Regions from separate parts of the Mus musculus genome. Here region 1 is linked to region 2. The links are chromatin contacts, called in public HiChIP or PLAC-seq maps. All regions are on one chromosome and are shown on one strand. Each heading gives the region's core, a stretch centred on a gene start, on an enhancer-like site or on the middle of the called end of the contact. The rest is flanking DNA. Distances are from core to core; before and after follow the strand shown.

The links. HiChIP or PLAC-seq counts read pairs in DNA pulled down with a chosen protein or histone mark.
Region 1: an H3K4me3 HiChIP or PLAC-seq map of bone marrow-derived macrophages shows a contact between it and region 2, with 6 times the contacts expected there. The contact joins two enhancer-like sites. A contact is called at or near these places in 2 of 484 Hi-C or Micro-C datasets (bone marrow-derived macrophages and nephron progenitors) and 4 of 115 datasets of contacts at active chromatin or transcription factors (the 230-238 cell line, bone marrow-derived macrophages, embryonic stem cells and 1 more).

Annotation. Positions count from the first base shown.
Region 1 is chr16:92,843,670-92,850,066 of GRCm38.p6, reverse strand. No RefSeq gene overlaps it. Among named protein-coding and RNA genes, the nearest start is that of Runx1, 21 kb to the right of the region's middle. Within about 2 kb of position 2,111, at least 14 of the 459 cell types and tissues checked have an H3K27ac peak or open chromatin away from gene starts, as enhancers often do. A contact at or near this core is called in bone marrow-derived macrophages, where this site is marked.
Region 2 is chr16:93,028,360-93,034,621 of GRCm38.p6, reverse strand. No RefSeq gene overlaps it. Among named protein-coding and RNA genes, the nearest start is that of Gm41499, 75 kb to the right of the region's middle. Within about 2 kb of position 2,826, at least 65 of the 459 cell types and tissues checked have an H3K27ac peak or open chromatin away from gene starts, as enhancers often do. A contact at or near this core is called in bone marrow-derived macrophages, where this site is marked.

The DNA.
Region 1 (6,397 bases), core at 862-3,361, 180 kb after region 2:
TTAGAAGGGTGCATAGAAAAATCTGAATAGTAGGTGTGCTGGTTAGTTTTTAATCAACCTAGAGTCTCCTGGGAAAAGGGCATTTCGATAGGGATCAAACTAGCCTGTGTCCATGTCTGTAAGAGAGGGTCTTGACTGATGGTTGATGTGGAAGAGCCCAGTCCCCTGTGCCCACTGTGGGCGGTACCATGTTAGCCAGGTGGATGGATCTGTGCTGTACAAGAAACTTGTCACAAGACAGGAAGTAAGCTGGTATGCAGCCTTCCTCTGTGGTTCCTGCCTTGGCTCCTGCCTTTACTTCCATCAGCAATGGGCTGTGATTTGCAGATAGAAGCCAAAAATTCCTTTCCTTCACTAGTTGCGTTTGACCAGAACATTTTATCTCATCAGCAGAAAGCAAAGTAAAACAGCATTTGCCGTTAACTGTTGCCATGTTGTGGGTAATGAGTTTTTTCTTCCTCATTACTTTTAGTTTTCTATATAGTGTACTTAAAAGCAGAAAACTAATTAGCACGGCCTTTGAATGAACAAGTCACTCAGACTGCAGGAAATGGGTGTGTGTGTCCTTACTCGGATCAAGGGAGGAAAGAAAGCACTCAGATCTGAGTTCTGAACACGGATGTTCAGAACTTGGTGTTGGGTTAAAAGGGGATTTAGTAAAAGGAGCCAAAGTCCACGTGCTCTAAGAACGTCTTATGTTGCATGCCTGCGAGGGATGCATGTGAGAGTATGGTTGCTGGTATAGTCCGCTCCAGCTTCTCCAGCATGTACCCTGAGAGCCTGCCCAAGCTCCCGTGCTCACCCTTGGTTTAAGGCCGTTCAGCCGCCATTTTGACATTCTTCGTGAGTTTTGAACAAGGGACCCATTTTTTTACTTTATATAGGATGACGTGGTTTGACTGAATCCCTCAAGATCAGGTGTTGGGAAGTTAATCTCCAACAGTGCTGGGGAGGAGGACTTAGTAAGAGGACTTCAGTGGCCTTCATGAGCGGGCCTGACCTCCATGTGTGAGTGTGACCTCCATGCGTGGGCGTGGCCTCCGTGTGGGCGTGGCCTCCGTGTGTGGGCATGGCCTACATATGTGGGTTGGCCTCATTACCTCATGGGCTTTGTCTTCGGGAAATGGCCAATGTTGTTGACTAGGGTATACTTATTTCGATAGTGCACTGGCATAAAAGCATATTTGGCCTTTTCTACATCTATTTCTCTTGCCCTTCTGCCTCCCATTATTTCCATCCTTCATTAGCCCCAAGCCCTTCACCTGCATGTACCATTCTCTTGGACTTCCCAGCCTCCAGAACTCTGAGTCAAACGGGCACCTGTTGTTTATAAACTACCCAGTATGTTGCCCTTCACTGTAGCGGTAAAAATGTCTAGGACGTTCACAAATTGTAAAGGCTCAGCTAAGTATAGCTGGGTGGAGAAGTGTGTGAGGTCTTGGGCCTACATAAAGACCTGGAATGTTCTGTAGTAGGAATGAGAGGTACTGAGATGCTTGGGAGAGCAGGAAGTGTGTGGGAGTGAAGCCAAACACTGAAGAAGTGATGAGCAGAAACAAGGGCCATGGAGCCTGCTGCACACTGACCAAGAAGGAATAAGAGCATCTCACTATTAAGAAATGTGTAGCATGCTGGCCAGAAATGATAGTTAATAACGTAGATGAAGCTAAACTCTGAGTAAGGGTCTTCCTCGACGTTCATATACAATATCTGAGAACGTGCTCCCACTTTAGATAAAAATTGAATGAAACTAGCTGAAATGCCTATAAAAACAGAAAGAAAGAAAAAAACTAAGTTCCTTTTAAACAAGTCAGTTTGGCTGTAATGGTGGAAATACATTCCTTAGGAAGACACCAACATCATACCATTCAGTGGATCTCTCTGCCACAGAAGTCAGTGAAATGATCTATTTATCCAGAGTTAAATGTATCATAGGGATTTGTGTAAGACTTGGCTGGATGCCCCTCTCGGCTCATCGGGCTTTTTTCTGGAGGCTGACATAATAGGGTTTTTGAAGGAAGATGAGTGATCACAATTGGCTGTACTCACTCTATCTCAGTCAGTATGATTGGCTGATCTGAAGTTATAGCTGCATACTGCCTCCTCAGACTCTGTGGTGATGTCATCTTATCTCCCTGGGAGGAACTTGGGTCTCTGCCTGTTACTGAATTAATTAGTTCCCCTCTTAGTAAAGTACCAGGTTTCACACCAACTAATTGAAAAGCTAAACGTTCAAAGTCAAGGTCACCATCTTGAAAATTACTCAATCTATCTTTTTGGGTCAAAGCATATTTCTCTCATATTCCTTTATAATTACTACTAATATATATTTAAATCACATTAGCTAGTTTTTAATTATGAAAAACTGATATAGGACATGGATTTTTTTTTCCAGCCATTTGTGTGCTGATTAGCCTTTGCCAACTTGACACAAGCGAAGGCCATCTGGGAAGAGGGAACTTCAGCTGGAAAAAAAATGCCTCCATCAGATTGGCTGGGCTTGTAGGCAAGTTCCTGGACTACTTCCTTGATTATTAAGTGGTGCGGGAAGGCCCATCCCAGGGGACCAATCCCAGAAAGGGTGGTTCCACCCCTGGGCACGTGGTCCTGGATTGTATAAGAAAGTGGGCAGACCAAGCCAATAAGCCCCTTTCCTCCACGGCTTCTGTTTCCGCGGTGCCTGCTTCTAGGTTCCTGCCTTGAATTCCCGGCCTGCTTTGCTTTGATAGTTGACAGTGGTGTAGAAGTCTAAGCCAATTAACCCTTTCCTCCCCAAGCTGCTTTAGGTTAAGGTGTTTCATCCTAGCATCGAGAAAAAACGGATATAGTTTGTCTTTCTAAAGCTGTGCTGGCACCCCAGAAGCAATTTTAAATAGCTTAAGCCCTTATATCACTTTCAACCTTAGTTACTTTTAGAAACTGGACAACTTCCGACTTTATAGGCAAAAGTGGCAACTTAAGAAATGGGAAACCTCATTGGCTAATCAAGGGCCAGAGACGCCCCATGGTACCTCCCGAGAAGACGCTCTTGTTTGTGTCAGACACATCTTAAGGTGACTATTTTTATTCCAATCGCATCCTTACAAGTGTGTGATGTGTGCTCCAGCAGCGTGCAGGGCAAATCAGATTGAGCTCATCAACTCTACTGTCCGAGCTTAAGAGACCACAGGGAGGGACCGCTCAGCCTGGAACCAGGAAACGCGAATTTATCTAGGGTGCTGGGAGACAGTTAAAATTTTCTTAGAACTAAGAAAACAGATGGCCTCAAAGGTCACCCTCCAAAAATGAAATCGTTTATTAATTTATTGATAAAAAGGATTTACTTCACTTGGTTTTTCCATGCTCCCTTACTGCCTGCTCCGTTCCACAAGGTCAAAATGGTGGAAGCACATGCTCACAATTTTGTCGCCTTTTAACAGCAAGCAGTCTGGCTCTAGACCCTTTCTACTCCTTAAGAAGTCTGGAAAATGAAAAGGACTATTTACTCAGTTAACTTAAGCTCTCAGGAAAATAAGCCAGATGAGTGTCGAATGTATCCCTCACCATGCTAGTAGCCTATTTCTACCGTAACAAACCACAGAGAAATCCCTCCATTCTCTTAAACAGTTTCTTGGACATATCCACAAGGTGAAGGTTTTTTTCCTGCCCTGACAGTCAACTTAATTCCCTTAAAGGTGATGAGTGATGGCCAGGGACATTCTGTTTTTCTTTCTTGCACTGAGGTTTTAATTCTGGCCCGTCAACAGGTCCATGTTGGAACCAAAAGGCAAAGGCAAGGACCAGAAGCGAACAACATTATCCTGTGGTTTAGGCTGGATAAACTCACTAAAACAGTGGCCTCCTCGACTGAAGGCTGAACTTGTAAAGCACCGATCTAAGTCCTGTAGCTGTCCAAAAGAGAAAAAGAAAAGAAGAGGGGGAAGAAAGAAACATCAAAAGCAGAGGAGCGAGCGTCTGCTTTCTGTATGTCTCTCCCCAGCAGGGCCACCCTGCATCCCTACCTAATCCCCATTGCTAGTCTCTATGCAATCACGAAACGCTCAGAATAGAAATAGTTTTGTCTGTATGTAGTGGAAAACGCCAGTTTAAACAGGATGTTGGAGATCAGGGCGCCTGACCCAGAACACGGGCCAGGGCAGACATGAAAGCCCGCTTCGTTTCATTCACAAAGGTTTTCTGGGACGAAGTCCCCTCTCAGCCTAAACAGAGTCACGCACAGGCTGGCCCCGCTGCTCCCACGCTGCTTCCAGAAGGCAGGCGAGCTCTTTGAAAGCTCTTCCTAGCTGCAGCTTTGGTGGACTGCAGCCATGAACAGGGCTGGGAGCAATTACCCCTCCCAAGAGCTGGTTCCTCTGTGAAGGACCCTCTCTGCCAGGCAGCTCCTACCCAGAGAGCAAGAGGGAAGCGGCCGGGGCTGTCCCAGGCTGCCTTGTTTTCGCTCCCTTCCCTGGGACAGTTTCAACTGATTTTGATTACCCTGGCGCCAAATAAATGAAAACATTTCATAGATATATAATCATCCATCACTGTGAAGAAAGGGAAAATGTTTCATGTTCAGTGTGTTTATAAATATACTTAATGAAAACAGGATAGCACTGTCTTTTCCACCACCGCGTAGCTGCTGCTGCTGGCCAGATCTGCACCAGATTGCCCTGCGCGGTCATTCCCAGATCCCTAACTAAAGCAGCCATCAGCCATTTTGCTCTGACAACTGAGAGCCCAAGCAAGTCCACGGGAAGGAGCCTCCATCCAAGGCCACCTTCTATACACGGGACAGGGAAGGGATGAACTAGCTGAGTCCAACCTGTCTCCACTGGACTTAAGGACTGTGTGCGCTTGCGCCTGGGACTGGGTGTAAACAAAGGCCTCGGGGAACTTCATGCAGCACATGAGTTCTGGCAATACCAAGAGGAAGGTCCCAAATCCATGCTGTAGGTTTAGAAATGACATTTTTGTACATTCTGCATGTAATGACATTTATGGTGATTTTGAGCTTTGGGGGTGTACACGGGCATGGCATATCTTTTAGAAAAGAAAAGTGGAGCAGGAGAGGGAAGAGGCTGGAGAGATAGCCTAGTGGTTAAGAGCCATTGCTGCTCTTCCAGGGGTCTTAAGTTCATTTCCTGGCACCCACATGGTTGCTCACAACTTCCTATAAGTTCAGCTCCAGGGACCTGACAGGCACTTCTGGCCTCCATGAGCAAGCGCATGTGCGTGTGTGTTGTCTTTTTTCTTAGAGAAAATGAAATCCAAAGCAATTTTTTCCCTGACATCTCTCTTATACCGCAACAACTTTAATTTTGGATCCCACATGTTTGCTGGTATAATAAGTATCCACAGATCTGGTCCGAAGCATTAACTGCTAACCAAGGGCTCCACATGTACAGGCAGACAGTGAGTGCTTTCTCCAACACAAAGTCGTCGTCCGCGTTGAGTCTTTCCCCTGAAGGTCATACAATCTGGATCAGACCCTAGGGTGGGCAAACGGCGCTTTGCAAGTCATTTATGTGAAATGTACCACGATTGCTTTTAATATTGCATTATTTACTGTGTGAATATGCACCTACCCACCTGACACTGTGTGCCTGTGGACAACTTGTGGGGATCCATTCTTTCCTTCTAAAATGTGGGACCCAGAGATCAAAGTCAGATATCTGAGCACGACGGCAGGAACCCTTTCCTGGCTGAACCTTCTCATGAGCAGTCCCATTGTCTTCTGCACCATAGGGAACTCTGGAGTGGCAGGAACGCATTAGCTCAAGGAGTCATAGTGATGCCCTTACTGATGTCTACAGAGGTTATTTCTCATCTCCAGGAGGACATGGAGTAAAAGCAACCACAGAGAGCGAAGGCCACGGGTTAGAGATGTGGTTCAATTAATGGAATGCTTGCTTAGTGTACTGGAAGTCCAGGTTTGATCCCCAGGGCTGCATAAAGCAGGTGTTATACTTCACATCTGCCATCCCAGAAACTCCACTTCTGAGGCAGAGGCAGGAGAATTAGAAGTTCATGGTCACCCTTAGCTATCTAGGAAGTTCAAGGCAAGTTTGGAAGACATGAAACCCCCTCTCAAAAGCAACAACAACAAAAACCCACAAACAACAGAGAACACTCTGTAACATTATGCCATCACACACACACACAAACACACATACACACATCTGAATAAAGAGAACTGGGTTTCTTTTGAAGAGTTGGTCTCACAGGTAGAAACAAATTCAGACATCAGTTTTTGGTATGCAGTCTCCTTGGCTATAGGAACCAGAGCCAAGTATTTCTTCTTCCCGAGGGTGGGAGGGATACCCCCATGTCTAAAATCCATGTTTCCCATCTTCATGAGGACTCCACTCCTATGAACAGCTTTTGCTGAGTCTTGGGCTGTGCCAGACTTACTCGT
Region 2 (6,262 bases), core at 1,577-4,076:
TGAGGTTTTATGATACCAGCAGTACAGGCAAAGCAGTTAAATGGAAATACATAAGAGCAAAGTACCTGCTGAGTACTAGTTTTATACCAGGCATTGCACAGACACGTGTGTGCTAACTACCTCTGTGTTAAGAGTCCAGCCTTACAGCATCTCCCCCAGAGGCTCGCTGTACTCTGATTTGCAACTTTAACTCTTAACAAACTTGATTGGCATGTGTGTGTGTGTGTGTGTGTGTGTGTGTGTGTGTGTGTGTGAAGCTCTGTGGAGGCCCCGAGTGGAGTCTTGTTGTTATGGTGTAGGGTCAAACAAGAATGGTGGGAGGATTTCCTAAGGCCACTCTCCCTGGAATTTGCAGTAACTGCTGCAGACACAATGTGGCTCTTAAGTGGGTGAGTGGAAGCCCTGCAGTAAGAAGCACGGAAGTAAAACCAACAACTAAAATGAGGAATTAGGAGCCTGCTGTGCGCAGAATCTCACACTTCTGGTTTCAACAAATAGTAACTGGAGTACATAGAAGTGGCTGAGTGGCTAAGAACACTTGCTGCCTGTGCATAGGACTGGTCTTTGGTTTCTACCACCCATGTCAGGCAGCTCACAGCCACCTGTAGTCCCAGACCCTACACCTGCCTCTGACCTCCACAACGCACCCCCAACATGTGTACAAACCACACACATACACTTAAAAAAAAAGAAATAAATGTGTGAACAGGCACTTACCTTTACAGAGATTAATTCTACTAGGAAAGATGCAAATAAAAATGAAAAAATTAAAACAAAGCTAGAGCAATAATCTCTTAAAACAAGCCATATGCCTCCCCCATAACACAGCCATTCCATATATGTGCACTGCAGAGACACACATTGCTGCACCATTACCTCCCCATACGCTAGCATAAAATATCTGATACAAGCAACTTAAGGGCGAAGGCTTATTCCGGCTACTGGGTTGGAGAATGTGGTCCATGAGGTAGGAAGAACATAGCAATAGGATCTTGTAGCCATCAGTCACATTCCTGTAGCTGCCAGGAAGAAAAGAGCTCAGCCTGCACCAGAAGTAGGTATGATCCTCACGGGCCCCATCTCCAGTGACACAAATCTTCCAACCAACGCCCTCTGATTCCATAAACTCCTCAACAGAGGCACCTGCTGGAACAAAGTGTTCATACACATGAGCCTGTGGGGGACATTACACACTCAAACCATATCCCCTGAAAGTCACTGCTGGAGAAGTGTAAAATTTGAGAACAGCTCAAATATCTATCAGTGAATTTCATGATCAAGGCATGAAATACAGCTTCATGTTAAGGAACAAGCAGTGGCCTGATGGAGTTATCTGGGATCTCAGGAGTGCTAATCCCCCTGGGGAAACAGTGGAGAGGTTTTAAGCTGGAGGGTGGAGTGGGTTCATGTACCACTGAGGCTAGCCTCATTCTGGCAGAAACATAGACACTGGTGACCTTGGAGTGGCAAGGACCTTTGCCAGGGTATGGACGTTACAGATTTGGAATACAGACCTGACAGGGCAGTTGCAGCCCTTGCTGGTGGTGATCTGAGCATGGGTGACCAAAGGGACATGTTTCTGACGGGTAGAAGATGAAGAGAAGATGGAGGTTGGCACTGTGCTTGCTGTGGCCATTTAAAATCTGAGAATGTGTGCTCTGCCTGGCAGAGGTACTATAGGGTTAGTGTAGTTCCATGGGGAACCAGAAACCATCAAGGTGTTTGTTCACCCTTGAGAAAGGCATCCTTACCCAGGGGCATGTGGAAGATGGGATAGAGGGAAGGAAGCCATGAACTGAGGAGAGTCAGTGTGGTCAGTCTCCTGCGAAGGCATGGCCCTTGTCACCTAACAGGGAACCGAGACATACCTCCCCAGTTCCTCTTGCTCTGAAAGCATCCTTGTAAGATCTCCTTATCTCTCTGGGAGTAGCTCCACCTGTCCATCTCTCTAAAAGCAGTATGGGTTTCTCCTCCTAAGAATAAAAAAGACTAACTCGAAAATAGATTGCCTTTGTTGGCATATGCTAATGCTCTGAGAAGTGGCCATGTTCTGGTAGAGGGCAGGCACTATTCATTTCAGTCAATGGGATGCTGGATCAAAAGGAAAAGCAGGCCCTAGGCTAAAACAGAAGCAGAGGCCAGGTCTGGCATTGAACTTGTGAGTATGCTCAGACTCAGTGCACAGCCATTACCTGGGGACATAGTGCAGCAGAGCCACCTGCCCTTCCCTGTGCCATGACTGTCCTGTCCATCAGCCAGTGAAGAGGCCCCTCCATTTCTTCTCAGGGACAAGAGAAGGACTTCACTGGAAAACCTGCCCAGCACCCTCTACAGCATTTTATGTAGATTATGCAAATAATGCACATTTCTTGCTGTGGCCATCCAGGCACTATTACCTAATGCTCTCCTGGTCTCATTCACTGCTGACATAAAGATCTCTAAGTGTTGTTTCCATGGAGACAGCAGAATGGAGGACAATCCTGCCCACAGGTTAGAATCAGAGAGAAATGTTCCAAGAGGAAACTCCCTAAAATGTGTTCCTTCTTTTAAAAGCCCAACGCTGGTGGCATGGACTTACATTCCTCTTGGTGATTTTTGTAGTGGTTGGTTCTGTTTTACAAAGTGTCTAACCTACTTTGATGAAACTTTAGACCTCCAGACAGATTTATGGATCAATTTTCTTGCCTGCAACACGCACTTTGCAGGAGCCCTTTTCTAAGTATTTTGAATTCCAAGAAAACGAAAACAAGAAAAGTAGATGCGTCAAGACTTCCTCTTTTTCCAGAACACATCACCCCTCCTGTGTCACAGCTACTTACTTCTCTTCCTCTTTCCCCAAGTGTGTGATCAGTTCTCCATCAACACCCTTCCTCCACAGCCTGAAGCCTGGAATCAGCTACATGGGGCCGCCATATTAAAATTCCATGGACGTCTCATGGGAGGGTTAGAGAGTTCTCCCAAAATTCTGACATTCTGGCATGAGCCAGGCCACATGGATTGGACCACTCCTGATATCTTCTGGGGTTGCGGTAATTGAAAATTCTTGGCACCCCTCCTCAAGTGGCTGCATTGCCCAGTCTCTGGGTTGTACTGTGGCCTTCTACCTGTGTGTCTGTGCACATATTTAGATTAGGGACCATCTTTTGTGTGTGTGTGTGTGTACATGTATGTATATGTGTGTGCATGTGTGTATATGTGTGCATGTGTGTGCATGTATATGTGTATGTATTGTGTATATGTGTGTGCATGTCTGTACATGTGTATGTGTGCATGAGTGTGTCCATATGTGTAGAGTTGTATTATGCAGTTGTGTGTGTGCATATGTGTGTGCATGTGTATTTGTGTGTGCATGCATTTGTGCATGTGTGTGCATGTGTGTGTACACGTGTATGTGTGCATGTGTATGTCATATGCACACATAACAGGTGTGCATATGTGTGTGCAGTTGTATGTATGGATATGCGTGCATATGTTTGTGCATGTGTATTTTGTGTGTGCATGCATTTGTGCATGTGCGTGCATTTGTGCGTGTGTGTACGTGTATGCATGTGTGTGTGTTGCAAACGTTTAGAAGTAAAATTAGAGCATGTTTCTTTTGGAATTGGAGCTCAGTTTCAAACTAAACCTAAGCCAGGCACTTGTCATACGTTGGATCGCTTCTTCCTAAAACAGTTATGCTGAAAGCTTCCAGCCCCACCTGTGCGTGTATGCATGTGTGTGCATTTGTGTGTGTGAGTGTATGTATGTGTGTATGTGTGTATACATGTATGTGTGCATGCTTGTGAAGGCCAGATGTTGCTATCTGGTGCTTCTCTCTCTTACTCTACATCCTATATTTTAAGGCAGGGCCTTTTGCTGGGTCAGGAACTCAGCATTTTGGAAAGAATTTCTGGCCACAGGAATCCTCCTATCTCTGCTAGGATTGCAGGTAGTTGTGGCCTTGGCCTCCTTTTTCTAGGGATGTTGAGGTTCTGAACTCAAGTCTGTAGTGCACATCTTACTCACTGAATCATCTCCCCAGCTCCTAAGGGTCCATTTTGAAGACAATTTGCTTATATTTATGAAAACCCTCTTTCCAAATACAGAAACATTTAACAGGTGGGGCTGGAAGCTTTCAGCATAACTGTTTTAGGAAGAAGCAATCCAACGTATGACAAGTGCCTGGCTTAGGTTTAGTTTGAAACTGAGCTCCAATTCCAAAAGAAACATGCTCTAATTTTACTTCTAAATGTTTGCAATCAGTGCACTTTTTATAAGAATTTTCATTTTATGTGTAGGAGGGTTTTTTGTCTGCATGTGTGTATATAAGCTATGTGTGTGCAGTGCCCACAGAAGCCAGAAGAGAATTGTGTATGCCCAAGAATAGTTGGTCATGAGCTGCCACATAGTTGCTGGATATCAAACCTTCATCCTCTGCAAGATCAACAAGTGTTGTGCACTGCTGAACCAACCCTCCTGCCCATCTTAAGTTCCCTTAATAAGCTATGGCGTATTGAAAGTTTTGTCACTTGCATTCCTCCAGGATAATTATGTTATCACTTAGAAATAAAACAACACATCAGGACTATCAGGAAACTCAATGGTTACATGTACGCTTGTGCACACACAGATACACATGCATGCTTATGAACACACACAGGCACACATGCATGCTTAGGCACACACACAGGCACACATGCATGCTTATGCACACGCACAGGCACACATGCATGCTCATGCATACACACATAGAAACACAGGCACACATGCATGCTCATGCATACACACATAGAAACACAGGCACGTTTTTCTAATCTCTTATACACCTCATTTCAAGAATTTAATCAAATGCATCTTGAAGTATTACTCATGAAATGTTTTATCTCAGCTTTCCCCCTCCCCATTTAAAAGTAAACAAAGAGAGAGGCAGGGGGTGGGGGGAGGAATGATGGGAGAAGAAGAAGCTGACACACCTGCCGTGCAGACATTCGGCCTCCTTCCTCCACCTGTTTCCCAGTCTGACCTTTACCCAATGGTAGCCATGGAGGGACTCTGAAGTCCAGGTTTGGGGGAGTGTCACAAAGGCACATTGGTACAGTAGCCAACAGTATGGATTTGATCTGGGGCTGGAGTTGAGCTGCCCACTAGCTCATCCTGTGTCTTGAGTGATGGTAGTCAGTCTCCCTCAAATTGTGGATGTGATCTGGGAATGAAGAGATATCTGGAAAGTTCTTAGCCAGAGCCAGGCATCTAGGAGGTGCTCAATAAATGCCAGCTGGTTGGTGATGTATGAGCTGCTAAGTGGGTAGAGTTTTTATAGTGCTGTGTGTCCAATTGTGTGGTTCAAATTTATAAATAATTTGGAATAGAAGTAAGAACAAATAATAATTTAAATTAGTAGTTATAGGGGTTTTCTGTTTGTTTTGATTTTATTGTTATTTGTATGCTTTTCGATTTACACAACTATGAAGATTGAAGTCTAAAACATACGACCCTGGCCTCTCTGCTTGATGTTCCTGTGACACATCTGCCTTTGGCGCTGATCTTAGCAGGAGACAGGGATGCTCAGAGAGAACACGCCTGGAAGCAGGTGAATTTGCGCATGACTTTAGAAATCACGGACCACTTCTGGGCCTCGGTTTCCTCATCATAAAACAGGATTTGTTAAGAGCCAGGAGAACAGGACCTTCAAAAAAAGGTTATGACGCAGACCTTCAGAAAAGGCAAGTGTTGCTCATTTTCCATAACTGGTCTCCACCTGCTTCACGGCTTCCCTTTCCCACCACAAAAGGGGAAGCAAAACCAAGCCAGCCTGTGCGAGCATTGCCCCAGCTGGAAGCTAGCAGTGTAGCTCGGGCAACTGCGTTGCTTTTGAAAAATGGTCAGTCTGCTGAAGATCTGAGTTTAGTCACTTTGGGATTCTCCCTGGAGGGTCATCAAAACCCTTAGGTCTCTACAGTCTGCCCTGAAAGCAAGGTGGGATTGGTAGCTGCTAGAGCCACTTTGGGTCTGAGGGCTGCCTTCTGAGTTCCTTCTGCTCTGTACAACAGCAAGGTAAAAATAAAGTAATGCTTAAAGCCACATGTCACTTGATCCCATGGCTGTGAAATGCCTCAGGAGCTGAGAGTCCTCTGTGGGCATGTAGAAATGTAGTGCGCGTATATACACCTGGGCACACACACATTCACTTAAAACAGACAAACTGACAAAGGGATGTGAGAGTAGGGTCTTAGCTGCGTGGGGTGGGGGTGGGGGTGGGGGTGGGATGTAAAATGTAGAGTCA